2 separate regions of the Pan troglodytes genome follow, and region 2 is linked to region 1. A link is a contact called in public Hi-C data. All regions are on one chromosome and are shown on one strand. Each heading gives the region's core, a stretch centred on a gene start, on an enhancer-like site or on the middle of the called end of the contact. The rest is flanking DNA. Distances are from core to core; before and after follow the strand shown. Region 1 holds the start of BCL6 (BCL6 transcription repressor). Region 2 overlaps LPP (LIM domain containing preferred translocation partner in lipoma).

What was found. Hi-C and Micro-C count contacts between places; a contact is called where the count stands out from the background.
Region 2: a Hi-C map of stem cell-derived neural progenitor cells shows a contact between it and region 1, with 7 times the contacts expected there. The contact joins the enhancer-like site here to the promoter of BCL6 in region 1. A contact is called at or near these places in 1 of 7 Hi-C or Micro-C datasets (stem cell-derived neural progenitor cells) and 1 of 1 datasets of contacts at active chromatin or transcription factors (stem cell-derived excitatory neurons).

What each region holds. Positions count from the first base shown.
Region 1 is chr2:190,917,322-190,924,468 of NHGRI_mPanTro3-v2.0_pri, forward strand. BCL6 (BCL6 transcription repressor) reads right to left here and starts at 3,173. Exons shown (of 10, transcript XM_001158812.7): 1 at 2,818-3,173.
Region 2 is chr2:191,585,792-191,592,938 of NHGRI_mPanTro3-v2.0_pri, forward strand. The region is part of intron 4 of LPP (LIM domain containing preferred translocation partner in lipoma); the gene reads left to right. Among named protein-coding and RNA genes, the nearest start is that of LPP, 260 kb to the left of the region's middle. Within about 2 kb of position 2,935, at least 2 of the 24 cell types and tissues checked have an H3K27ac peak or open chromatin away from gene starts, as enhancers often do. A contact at or near this core is called in stem cell-derived neural progenitor cells, where this site is marked.

The sequences.
Region 1 (7,147 bases), core at 1,923-4,422:
ATTGGAAAGTCTTCCAAATAGGATACTGGAAACTTCTATTTATAAGCTTGGGGTGGCGGGCGGGGCGGGGAGGTGGAGAGAGAGTTGCCATCTACAGGTTTCTATTTTGGCCTGAAGACTCAACTGCAGTCATTAGAGTAAGGGAATGCCCATCTCCTGGTACTTGTTCGCCATTTCCTCCTCCCCCAGAGACAAATATCTTTTCGTCTTTTAAAAAAAAGTATATATTTTAAAGCAAGAATGTGATTTCATCTCTCTTCTTTGAGCTCATGTTTGCTACCTCCAGGAATAGCGTGTGGACTAGGGCCAGATGAACTTCAACTTGGGCTGCAGATTTACGAGGTTCTGTTCTAGTGCCAAAGGCTCTTGGTAGTAAATAGTGAGCAAAATAGATACCTGTCTCCTGATGGATCTTGCCGCCCCCTCTTTTTTTTTTTAAGTTATTTATTAAAACCACACACACCTTGCAAAGAAAAAGGGAAACTGGCAGTCTCTGTAGAGGAAGCCGGTGGCATCGCTCAGAGCCACAAACTGTATTTCTAAACAGCCCTTTCCCTGGTTCCCTCTCTCCTGCCCCACTTTTTTTAAAATCCAGACTGTAAAAAACACATCTACTGACACTCACTTTACTTTAAAAAAAGAAGAGAAAAAGTAAAGCGTTACAAGACTTTCCTCCTGGAAACTATAAACTGATTGAAAAAAAAATCCATAAAAGATTAAATCCTGGCGGGTTGTGGGGTGGCGGGGGCCGGCGGGGAGGGGGCGCGGAGTGGAGATTGGCTCTTTGAGGTGGTCAGGGGCCCTGTAACAGCTTGGGACTTTCAGCACCTGGTTTGGGGTCATTTATCTGCTCAACTGTCAGGACCTCCCACCCCCAAACCCCAGCCACCAACTCAACCATCGTAGGAGGGAACACAACACAGAGGGTCTTTTTTCATTTTTTTAAAAAATCGGTTTGGTTGTGTTTTTGTTTTCCATGGGGGAGCTTTAAAACTCATTATTGCAACACTAGTTCCATTTTTCGCCAGGGTTCCAATAACACGGCATCATAAAGGCAACGCAACCCACAGTTCTCAAGACATTTACCACGGTCACTGCATCCGGCAGCGGGGTGGCCCCTAGCTCCTGCTGCCCCCCCGCCCTTTCTCCTCGCCCGCCCCCGGAGCTCAGCCGATTTCTGAGGCTCCAACTCTACCCACTCCCTCCCCGGGCCGCCGCCGCCGCGCCTTCCCCCATTCTTACTCCCTCGAGGAGAGCCACAGGTTGCAAATCCAACCAACCTCGCAATCTATTTTTGCAAAATCACTCACAAAGATCTCCCTTTCGCGCCCGCGCCCGCTCCTCCCGCGCCGGGTCCCCTCAGCCACGGCCACAAAGTGCCCTTCTCTCCTCCTGAGTCTTGCACATAAGGAACGCGGGCTGGGGCTCTGTTCGTCTTTCTCCTCGCCCAAGGTAAGGACCTCGGGAATCTGAAGCCCGGCGTCCACTACGCTCAGGCCCGCAGTTCCCTTTTTACAGAGCTTGCACCATGGGAAAAAATAAAATAAAATTTAGGAAAGGGAGGCAACAGCCATTGGGAGCCAACACAGAGTCACGCAGCGCCCAAAATACAAACACCGCAGCGGCCAGAAATCCCGCCACCTTTCTCGTTCTCCCAGGCTGTCCTGTCGAGGTTCCCTGAGTCCCCCCGCACACTGAAAGGCATCGCAGGTGCAGTGCGCACCCCTTTCCCACCCACCCCAAGAAGCCCTGTCCCGCCATCAGTCTCTCTCCTCGGGATGAGCAGGGAGAGCGCGCGGAGGTTCCCGACTCCCTCGACTACAACCAAGAAAGAATAATTTTCAAAGTGTTCAACATCCCCGCCCCCAAGCTCCCCAAAACACAGGGGCAGGGAACACCAAAACACTCGGCTCTCGTTAGGAAGATCACGGCTCTGAAAGGAAATAGTAGACACGATACTTCATCTCATCTGGATTTATGACCAAAAAAACAAAAACAAAAACCCAAAGAGTTCGCTTGCATTTTTTCCTTCCAAATCTCGGTTCGGCTCGAAGGCAGGGAATCTAAAAGACCGAGGCCGATGGAAGAGAGCCAGCGGGGCGAGCGAGCGGGCAGCCTCCCTTTTTGCCTCCCGGAGTTACCCAGAAGGACAGGGGAAGGGAAGGAAGAAGAGGCGAGGAAAAAGAGGAGGGAGGGAAGGGGAGGCCAGGAGCGACGGAGCAAGGAAAGCAGTTTGCAAGCGAGAAAAGAGGGAAAAAACACAGCCGCACGAATCCAGAGAGATCACAAGCCGTACGCAAGCAGCAGCAGAAAGAGCGAGAGCGCGAGCGCGCGTCCTCTCCGCGGTCTGGGGCCAGACAGCCCCCAGACTAGCCCGAATCACCCCCCAAGCACTGTCTCGTCCTCTCTGCTCCGGCCGCCCCCTAATTCCCCTCCTTCCTCTCCTCCACCTCCTTTCCAAAAACCAAAACAACACAAGGGAGGGTGGCAAAAGCCTCCCCAAACCGGCCGATTCACTCAAAGACAACAATAATAATAATAAATACATAACAATCTATATCCTAGAGTGGGAGAGACGTGGGACTAATCTTCGGCATTTATTTTAACACCTGACAGCTAGAATAAATAAATATATACATTTATATCAATAGATACACATAGAAAACTTGGAGCCAAAGCATTTGGCAAGAGCGGAAAAAAAAAGAATTAAAAGGTAAAATAATGATCATGAGCAGCGGCGGCGGCAGCGGCACCAGCGGCAACAGCGGCGGCGGCGGCAGTAGCAGCAGCAGCGGCGGCAGCAACAGCAATAATCACCTGGTGTCCGGCCTTTCCTAGAAACTTCTTGCATCACCACTTCTAAGAACCCCAGTTCTAAGAATCAACAGAGCTCAATTCTCGGAATTTGAGCTTCGGACTTTACCACTGCTACGTGGCAGGGGAGGACTTGGTGTCAGCTCTCCGAGATTTTTACTGCCCCTGGCCAACCAAAAGCCCTCAAAGCCACAAGATTTTTTCACTGGCCGGCATATTTCGAGGTCCTCATAAGCAGAGCGTCTCGGATTTGGAGGTTCCGGTTCGAGGCTCGAGGGGCCTGAAGGTGGCTCTCCCTCCCCGGGCCCAAGACGATGGTATGGCCTGCTCCGCCACCGTCACGTGGGCTCCTCCTCTGTGACGTCGGCGCCTTCGCTGTAGCAAAGCTCGGCCTCTGGAATTCTGAGAACTAATTTGCTATTCGGTGACATAAGAGGGGGAGTGCGCTTTGCTTTCCCGGGGTCTGGGGCTAATTCCTTCTTTCTTACCCATAAACTCAGCAGATCGAGCTAAATGCACAAAAGGGAGCGAGAGGTTTGAACCACTGGGGAAAGTATGTTATATATATAGTAGGGTTAGAGAGGCGAGTAAGAGAAAAAAAAAATAAAATAAACATCACAGCTCTTTCCAACTAGAATATTAGGCACCACGAGAAAAATATTTGCCAAGCAGTTTTCGGTGGGTTCATTTGCTTTATTTTTATTTAAGACAGGGGTTTTTGCTGTTGTTCTGGGTTTTTTTCTTTCTGGTGTGGTGGCTTGGGATTTTTGGTTTCTGTATTTTGATGGTTTATGGATTTTTGCTTCTGATTTTTTGCCTTTTGCAAGTTTGTGGTGTTACGTAAATCACAGGATCGGCATCGGTTGGATTTTTTTGTACGTGCCTTTTCTTTCCCTATCTAATCCCTCAAGCGTTTTAAAGATGTATTATTTCAATACTAATACTATTGAAAGAAGCTTAAATTTTTGGCCATATGTAACAATCCCAGCCCCCACTTTTTTTTTTTTTTCCTTTGGTGCAATTTCCTTTTTCCCCTTGGACTTTTGCTGAAGTGTGTCTCTCCTGCACTTGAGAGAAATGTTCAAAGCATTTGTTTTGGTTTGGTTTGTTTCTTTCCAGGACAGCAAGTGGTGGGTTTAATCTGTTATTGTTGACTCTTGGGAAATTTCTTGTTGCAAGAAACGTGTATGTGGGGGGGAGAGTGGGGGTGGCGGGGTGGTATGTGTGTGTTTTCTACAAAATTCTGTGAGCCAAATACCTGTTTGTGTTTTGTTTTCTCTTAAGGTCTTGAGATTTTTGTTTTCGAGGCTCGTTTCAAGGTCGTTGTAAAAAAATCTCTTCAGTCTGTGTTTAAGAGATCAGCCGGAGGGAATTCTAAAGGCCTGCCGTGCCAGTATCACAGATACTGCCTGTATTTAGAACAGACTGCCACAACTACAATGCACTACACGCAGCACAGTCTTCTTAGCTTTGAAGCTGAGTTGGGGGGTGGGGTGGGGTGGGGGGGGGGTGGTAGAGAAGAAGGAGAAATTCTTTCCTTCTCTTTTTCTCTATTACTTTCTTTTTAAAGGCAATTGCAGTGCAGAATCATTTCATTGTGGGTCCTAGTTTGTTTGTTCAGAGCTGCTAGTTTCCTTATTTAAATGTTGGTTCGGGTTTTTTCCCCTCCTACTCATCCCTGAATAAGGGAGACTCTTGTTTCTTTTATGTCTCTCTCTTAAAAGAAGGGTGTGAGGGGAAAATAATATTTCAGATTCCTCAAGAATTAGCCCAAAATGTTTGGACCAGAAGCAGCTTTCAAAGGTCAGGCTGTTCTGAGCCTTGGCTATGAGAGTCCTTCAAGCGACTTATTAAATTACAGATGAATTCTTAAAGGTTCCACAAAATCTCGTCACTTGTTAATTTCTAATAAAGATATGTCTAAAATAATCTACCTATCTCAACCCAAAATTTGGGTTTATAATGGAGGAGTGATCAGAGCTGTGAAAGATTGCTGTTTGCTGGGATATTTGGAAAATCTCTTTCATTGACAGTCCCGTTAGAAGTTCCATCTATCACCGAAAATGTTGTTGGCAATGCACCCCCCTACCCCACAACACACACACATTTTTAAAGGCTGTATTTTAGGTTTTAAAACCCAGAAAGGTGCAAAGAGGTTGATTATTTTCCACAAGGGCTGGAGCTTAGGAAATATGCGTTAAAGTGTCTGTCCCTGTGAAATCTGAATATTTTAATACTTATTGACAGATGGATTACTGCAGCCTCTGCAGAAAAGCCTGTCTTGTGAACGGTTTTTGAAAAATATACATAGGCCTAATCCTGTCACTGTTGTTGAAATGTACGTTTTACCCCCAAAGACTCATGATATTGTCAAGTTCAGATTTATTCTGCCAGAAGGCAGACTATCTGCTTTTTCATTTGAGTCCCCTTCCTTCTCATTTTCAAAGAAATTAAAATGAATCCCGCTGGATGCAAAATGACACCCCGATTTTGTGGAAGGGATTTTCTTTGTGTGTTTATATGTGTAATTTTTTCTTTTATGAGCAATTAGCATTTTAGGATTTCTCAGACGTGTCTATATGGTTTGGAATGTGAATTGTATGGCTCTGCCCTACTATTGGGCCCTCAAAAGATTATTTTTATGATTTTTGGTCACTTTTTTCTTTGTCAAAACTGCCATTCAGCCTCATCCACCGCCCCCCTCAACCTGAAACGCAGCTTGTCCCTCCTGTGTTCCCTTTGCCACTCCACTCTTAGCCCCATGGGGGCGCTGCAGAGCAAAGGGAAATCTGCTCTCTAAGGCAGTAGTAGAACCAGCCAGAGTGGGGGCTGGGAAGGAATTCACCCTTCTCATACCTCAGCCCTCTTTAATTCTCTGCAGTGAGCCCCTGGAGGGAGAACCCACCAGGGCTGGTTCATATATAATTAACCTCATCACCAGGGACCTCAAATCTTCCCAGCACATTATTTCTGGGACCAAGTGCCAGAGTGCCACATTTTCCTACTGCTTTTTGCCAAATCAATGTGTTTACACTGAAAGAAATTGACCAGAACAGAAGACCAGTTAGAAAGAAAGAGAAAATCATTATTGAAAATTTTCTAAAGATAGGCACTTACTTTTCGGTGAGTCTCTTTTACTTTGAACTGAATGAATGGTGAGGAAAATTGTGCACCCGCCTCTCAATCTCTTTTCAATTCCTAGGAAAGTAACTTTGTCAAATATTATATCAGTTGAATTTCTTCCAGAATGTCATTTCTTCTTTCATTCTTGACCTCTCCTCAGTATCCAGTTGGCATCACTATGTGGGCCTCCCTCACTCCTGCAGTGCCGTGTTATAGGATTAAAGAAAGGGCTGACTTGAACGTATTCTGATTCTTTTAAATCATCCTTAAGAAGCTCTAAAGAGTGATTCCATGTCTGGGGTCATATGAATAATTCCTGCAGACTTGGGGGCACTACATTTCAACTAGTCCCATGATTTAATGGTTACTGGCTGCTAATACTCAATAGAGGACCAGGCCAACCTCTTTGCCTCATGGACTGGGCATAAGAATAGGTCCCTGATCATTGCTGCTGGGTAAATATAAGCTTTATTACAAAATAAAATAGCCTGGTCCTAATATTACATCTATTTGAGGAAAAGAACAGACTTCACATCCAATTTCCCCTTGCAAAACCTTCCCCACAATTCAGTCATAGCCGAAAAAGAACCTATCCTTGGAATAAACACGGTTCTGTCCTCTTTCTAAGGGGGCTCACAAGAGGAAGTTGGTTTCACCTGTCAGGAACCTCTGGCACCTTGGTAGTTCTTTAAGATACCACATCATAGGACTATAGATTTTAAAATTGGGAAGACTTTTTCAAATCAATCACCTTCTCTAGGCTTTCTTCTTTCAGGATTATAGGCTGGGTCTTCACTAGGAGCATGTGTGACCCCAGGAACACAACTGAAAATGGGTCTGCATGATTTGCTGGCCCTCTGTCATTTTAGAGGATCAGGGTAATCTGACAACTTGAGTCTGTAGGTGGGTATCTTGTGTCCTTGTAGAACTGAGGGAAGCAAGGCTGCCATGGTCTCTTTGTAAACTGCAAAACTCAGAGCGAACTCCAAGTCATGATGAGTTTTGATGGTCATTTGGGTTTATTTATGCCTCTCAGCTACATTGAAGTACTTGGCACTACTTTTGATGGATTTGGGAGACACTATCTATCAGACTTGTTCAATTTTACCTGTTCGTTTTATTTCAAATCCTTCATTTAGAACTGTTGTAAACAAGCTCCTTGTAGTATATCCTTGGAGAAAGAAAGGCGTTTTTAACATAACAAGATGAG
Region 2 (7,147 bases), core at 1,685-4,184, 670 kb after region 1:
CTTTTAATGGCAAAAACCACGATTACTTTTGCACCAACTTAATAACTCTCTCTCTCTCTTTCTCTGTCTCTCTCTCTCTAATTTGGCTGAATGAAATTTGATAATACTTTTTATCCATCATTAAAATAGATAATCATTTGGAAAGATTTGTAAAGTTCACGTTTGTGAAGCTGGAGTTGTCTTGTGGCCTAGAATTCACTTTCTTTAATTTCTGAAATTCTTTTTAAAAAACATTTTTATGTTAAATTTTTGAAAAAACAAATTGGCACGACATGCCAGTTCTCACTCTTTTTCTTTCTCCCTCTCTCTCTCTAAATATAATAACCTTTACCTTTTCTGAATATACAAGAGGAGACATTTTCCTTTAGTATATAAATTAAAGACAAATATTGGGAACGGTTTGTGGCCATTCAGACTTTGGGTCTGCATTAGGTACCAATTCAACGTGATCATTTTGGTGGAATCCTTTTATATTGGTATACTCTTTTATAGTTTATTTAGCCGTTGCATGTTCATCATCTTTTCATTTCAGTAGAAAATTCTTACTGTCACTCTCTGAGGTAGGTAGAACAGATATTATTGTCATTTTGATGATTTGTAAGTAGTAGAAGTGGAAGAGCTTAATAAGGAATCATGTAGCTAGTAAAAGAGTAGAGGGAGACCCTCACACCTAGGGCTCTTACGAATTTTAAATGCTTTCGTTTATTAAAGCGTTGACTACACAGTCTGATGTCTCCTTTAACTTCATTATGTTATTATTTCATGATTCTTCTTTGAAATTAATTTCAAAATGGTGACCCTTTTTACAAACCAGCTTTGTGAATATTGGTTCACATAGACTTGTCAAGATAGATCAAGATAGGTGAGGTGAATTATATTAAATAGGGATCCTAAGCCTGGATTATTTTTTTATGACATCTTTCTGTGCTTTCTGCTACCGTGAGGTTACGAATGTATTATTCCATGGAGGGGAAACAGTTATAGATGATTGCTAATCTACCCATGAGTTTGGGGCTGAATTGATCCAGAACCCAGGTTTCCTAAATGCACTCATTCAGCTGTACCACTGTGGTTTTTGGGAACCAGGCAAGTTTGGAGCTTGGTTCCTAGGAACTGATGAGTCCTGGATTATTGATGCTTGGTGGAGAATTAGCCATTAGTGATGTGAAGCCATGTATCCTGGGTAGGCAGGACACATTTTTTTTCTTAGCAGATAACTAACATGTGAGGGAAATGGATGTCCACTTATGGCATTATATTTAAAGGAATAATTTAGACTGGATTTTCCCCATTATTTTTGCTGCGAATGTATGGTCCTCACGGTGTGCTTTTCTGTCTCTGGAGTCTTATTGTCTTTTTCCCCATGCAAAGAGAATCTTGCTCTGACTTTGGAGATACAAATGGGAAACATCTTTTTTGGAGGTTACAAATGGGAAACATCTTTTTGTAATCCTGACAGTCCTGTTAATTGCAATTAGAGACTGCAGTTGTAACATCTTGGACGTTTGGTATAAGTATGCGTGTTATGCCATGAGGATAGCCACAAATTCATGGAAACATCAGGAACTGTAATGAAGCTCGGGTTTGCCTGTCATGCCCCTTTTCTGGATGAGCGTTAAGCATCTCAAGCCTCATCCATCACTGCACAGTGCAGTGCATGAGTTTTAATTTTCAGGTCCTCAGGGGGACAAAAGAACAAGCTGTGTATTCATTAAAGGATCAAATATTAATTGTATTAATTTGATCTTTACACTGCATCTTTCAGCAGAGAAATTAACTTGTAATTCTTGGAGTGACATCAGATCTTACCAAATATTCTTAGGCCTTATTGATGCTCAAAAGTACCAAGATGCAGCCCTGGCTTGATGGTCAGTGCAGTTGCATTGAAGCTTCAGTTTCATCACTTGGCCTTGGGCATGATGCTTTTCTAATCCATATCCTCTTTAATTCATAAAATATTAGCTGGTAATACCAACTGCCTCGCAAGATTGTTTTGAAAGCCAAATATGATGATTAATGTGAAAATGTTTTTAAACCATAAAATACCTTATAACTCTAAGGAGTTACTATTATATACTTATTCAGCAGTCATTTACTTAAAACAGATTTTGTGCCAGATACTCTTCTAGGGGCTGAAGTAATGGCAGTGAGTGAAACAGAGACTAGTTTCTGCCCTCTTGGGATGTATTTTCTTTCTATAATAAAAATAACATTATTAATAATAATAGTGATAACATTTGTGAAATAAAATTTATTTAATAAATGCATTTTATAACCTTACATATAATTACCAATAATTATTCAAAATTATAAAAAATACTTTAATATAGGTTAAGTAACTCTAATCCAAAAATCTGAAATCTTAAATGTGAAAAAATCTGAAACTTTCTGAGTGCTAACACAATGCTCAAAGGAAATGCTCACGGGAACATTTTGGATTTCAGTATTGTGGATTAGGGTTGCTCAGCTGGTATGCGTAAATATTCCAAAAATCCAAAAAATCTGAAATTTGAAACACTTCATGTCCCAGATGTTTTGTATATGGGATACTCAGTCTGTAGTAACGAATATGTGATAATATAAATATAATAATAATTTAGCATGTTATCCATAAGTACTGATGTCATTAGCTTCTAACAACAGTGATAGAGATCACAATGCCTCAACACTATATAAACTGTAAAATTCTAGAACAAGGGTGAATCTTAAAAGTTATCTAATACAACCCCTTTCTTTCCTAGATGAGAATAGTTGAGAATGTATTCACTAATACATTTCAGTGAAGTACAGGTTCTTTGCCCAGCAGTGCTGTAAATAACCAATGAAAATTCTTGAATGCAGGCAACAATTTAATCTTCATTTCAGAGACTCAGAGAGGCAGGTGGCTTGTTCAGTATTGCAGATTAGTAAGTGGGGAAGCCAAGCCGTGATCCTGGGGATTCCTTCTCTGGTTGCCATAGACACGTTCTGGGGGACTTGTTTAGAAGTTACAGTGATTGAACTAATATACCCGAACAAAGTGGATTAGATGTTTTAGAACAAGGAGAAGTCTGTGTATTGTTGACAGAAATCTCTTTTATTTTGTAACTTGTCAGCTTAATTAACTACTGAAATGAGTTCCTTAATAAGGTGATGGGTGCCTCCTAATTCTTGTATAGTTCAAAAACAATAATTAATGCTGATTTGTGTGGTGAGATACATATTAATCATCTTTATTTTTAAATTATACAAATATACAATACTATTGTCACTCCGTATTTTACATCTGAAGAGAATTTAATTGCTTTTTTGATAATAAAAATAAACAGAGAGCCACAAAGAGATATCACCACACATGTATTAGAAAAGCTAAAATAAAAATTTGTACCAGATGCTGCTGAGGATGTGGAGAAATGATCTCTCACAATGCTGGTAGGAATGTGCAAAATTTTGTAGCCATGATGGAAAACTCTTTGGCGGTATTTTACAAAAGTAAACATGTACTAACCATATGACTCAGCAAATATACCCTTTGGCATTTAATCCAGAGAATCAAAATGTTATGTTCATGAAAAAACCTGTACATGGATGTTCATAGCAACTTTTTTTTTTTTATCATAATGACAAAACACTGGAAACAACCCAAATATCCTTTGATGGGCAGATGTTTCAATGAAGTCTGGTACAGCCATACAATGGAATAATACCATTCAGCAGTAAAAAAGAATGAAGTATTGTTGGTATATGCAATAACCTGGACATGCTTAATGAAAAAACTGTCTCGAAAGGTTACATGTATTATATGATTTCATTTTAAGACAAAGCTCTAGAGATAAAGGACATATTCATGATTGCTAGGGGACAGAAATGGGCGGGTCGGGAGGGGCAAGTACTGGTCATTCCTACAAAGAGGACACAGCAAGAGTCTTTGTGTGGGTGGAACAGTTCTGTACCTCAATTGGAGTGATGGTTACATGAATCTATACATGGGATAAAGTTACATAGAACTGTATGCACACACAAATCAATGCAGGTTATAAAATGGTAAAAACTGAGTAACTCCTAGTTAACAATAAGGTAACAATGTCAGTTTGCTGGGTTTTGGAATGTATTACAGCTTTATGAGCATTACCATTTAGGGAACCTGGGTAAAATGTACATGGAAACTCTGTACTATTTTTGCAAATTTCTATGAGTCCATATTTTTAAAAAAATTTAATAATAGTAAAATAAAGGAATGCATATAGATATCTTAATGTATTCTTCTCTTACTCAAAGTGCTATCTTACATGCCATCTGAATTGCTTGCATGATACTTTGAAAGATCACTGCTATATGTATCCCCCCCAAAATGTATGGCTTAAACCTGTGGTTTTCAAAGCTGGCCAGTCATCAGAAAGACTTGGAGAACATTTTTCAAAAGAAAAAAATTAAAGCAAGTCCTAGGTCCCATCACAATTTTGCAGAATCAAAATATCTGGCCATGGGGCCCAGGAATCTGCATTAAAACAAAGCAAAATAAAAAATAAAACAGAACTTCCCGGGAATTGTGATTGATGCTCAACCAATGTTTGGGAACCACTCATTTATTTCATTAATTTCAGGGACCAGTGCCTTAATCTCCTTTGAACCTTCTCCAAGTCCTGAGAGTGTACTCTTCCTCCCGTAGTTAATGATGGTAGCTTTTGAAGTCTTGAGCGTCTTTATCTTGTGAACATTGTACAGATTCAGAGACCTAGAGCATTCTTCATGTTGCTATTCTTTTCCCTCAGTGCTTTCATCATAGACACCAATCGTTTGCATATGTTGTCCTGGGTCATTTTATTTGGGATCCAAAACCAGAAAATTTCAAACAACAACAAAAAAATGGATTCTTCGAGAATGCCCTAGCCATGGCCAAGCTTCTGCATTACAGAGCTCTTGCTATTGTGTTGCTTTGGGTAGCAATGCCTGAAATCTCAGCCAATTTTGGGTCACAGTAGGCCTATGTAAATTATCTAAAAATGGATTCATTATGAACATTATAAAAATAAATCTGACACCTGAGCCTTTGGGCAAATATACCATATAAAGAAATCATACCCTAGAATAACGATTGACCTAAAGAACTTAAAAAGAATCAGTATGATATTTTTATCATCCTTTCTTAAAATTACTGCATTCAGAGAGACCTGATGGCTGAGGACAGCACCTGGGGCAGAGGAGTATAGGTCATTGGGATGTGGCATCCTGAGTCTTCTAGCAGTTTGCTCTTCCAGCACTCTCCCTTATTATATGTTCTTTACATTGTTTTGTATGTCGCTGTCTTCAAACAGAATAGATAAGTCTACTAGTCAAGATAGACATATAACAGGCACCACAGGCACATAAAAATTGCATTATGTAAATTTAGTGCCATAATATAATATGAAGGCTGTCCTCTAGGAGGAACTGGGGAAAGCATCACAGACGAGGACACATCTGATCTGAGTGTTGGAGAATGAGTTAGTTGTTTACCAAGCAGAAAAGGGTGGTGGACAGCATGGCATGCCAAGTAAAGGGAACAGCATGTGCAAAAGCAGAGAATGGCCCCCATCCTGACCCTTGTAATTTTGGCAGCTCTTTGCTGATGTCCTCAGGCAATGCATCTGGGCTCCTGGGAATAGCTTTGCAATGTGAACAGAGTGACTTCACTATGGGTAGACCTAAATGTTCTAGTGTGCTCTGAAACTTACCTCTAGAAATAGCTCCAGGAAGTTAGGTAGCTTCAGAGAGGAAGGACCAAGAAATATGTTCTTATACCACAGGCAAGAAGTACTTTCCTGGAGGTACTGGCCAGAAGTACTATTGCTATCTCTCTGCACTTGTCTGTTATATTTTAGAATGAAATGTGCCTGTGCATACAGATGCTAAGGCAAGAAAGAAAAAGCAAAAGGCAATTCTCTTTAAATCTCCTGAAATAATTTCAGGCAGCTTTTTTTTTACCTAGTCAAACACACACGCTTAAGAATGGAGTTGTAAGCTAACTTAATCATTTTTTGTTTTGTTTTGCTCTCTTACTTGTTCACACATTGGGGTAATCCTGAGAAAACAGGAAGCAATGAAAGAAGGATTTTATTGTGAAATGTTCATTACAACTTGCAATTTTAAAATGTGTTTGTATGAGTGTGCACAAATGTGAATAAATTTTAGAGCACTTTCTCACATAATATCTAGTTTAATCACCAGAATATCCTGCAACGTTATTATAGTTCCTACATTATTATGGTTCCTAAAGACAAATGAAAAATCTGTGATTCAGAGACCCATGGTTAGGCTAATAAATGTAGAAGTCACATTTGACCAAATTCTAGTATCTTCCCTTAAGTATTGGTAATGTACAATAAACACTATTTGGTAATAATGAATTATTACAATTACTAAAACAACTTATCTGGCAGAACAGTATCTTAACTATTTGAAAAATATTGTAGTGGATTTATTAGCCTCCATTGCATCTGAAGTCCACTTTGCTTTACTGCTTACTTTATCTTTCTAGCTACTCTGTAAAAAAGTTATTATCACCCTCAATCTGCCGAGTATAATGTATGTAAAGTGAAATAACTAGCATATTGCAAAGCTGGGAATTAAACCCTTGTCTCCTAAATCCAAGTCTGTAGCTGTTCCTCAGCAGTACACTGTATCTCATGTTAATGCCATTATTACTTGTATTAAATGAAATAATTTTTCCATCATTATTTTCCCGAATTATTACTATCCAGAGCGATTTGAAGGTTAAGATCATCCAAATAATGTGTGAAAATTGCTTAAAATCAATCTCCTGTGCATGGATGTCTATGATGTATACAAATATAAAACAGCCAAAGTAGTCTCAAGAAGTTATTACCAAGTTTCTCAAATAGTGTCTCAAGGCGACATTATTTGACAAGACCTTTGGAATAACCATTTGGAATTTTCCTTAGTTCAGTTGAATTATGTCATCTTGCTTAAACTTTTCAGATATCAGTGGCAGTTTTATTGACATTACAATGGAATTAAATTGACATTTTATTTGATTTTTTACCGTTCTATAAAAATGGCATTTTAATTTGTCATTATTTTTATTATTGATCTGTTTATGTTGTAATGACTTGGGTTTTAGTAAGGGCATCCTCTGTAAAAATTACCTCCTGGGAAAGAAATCTCCAAG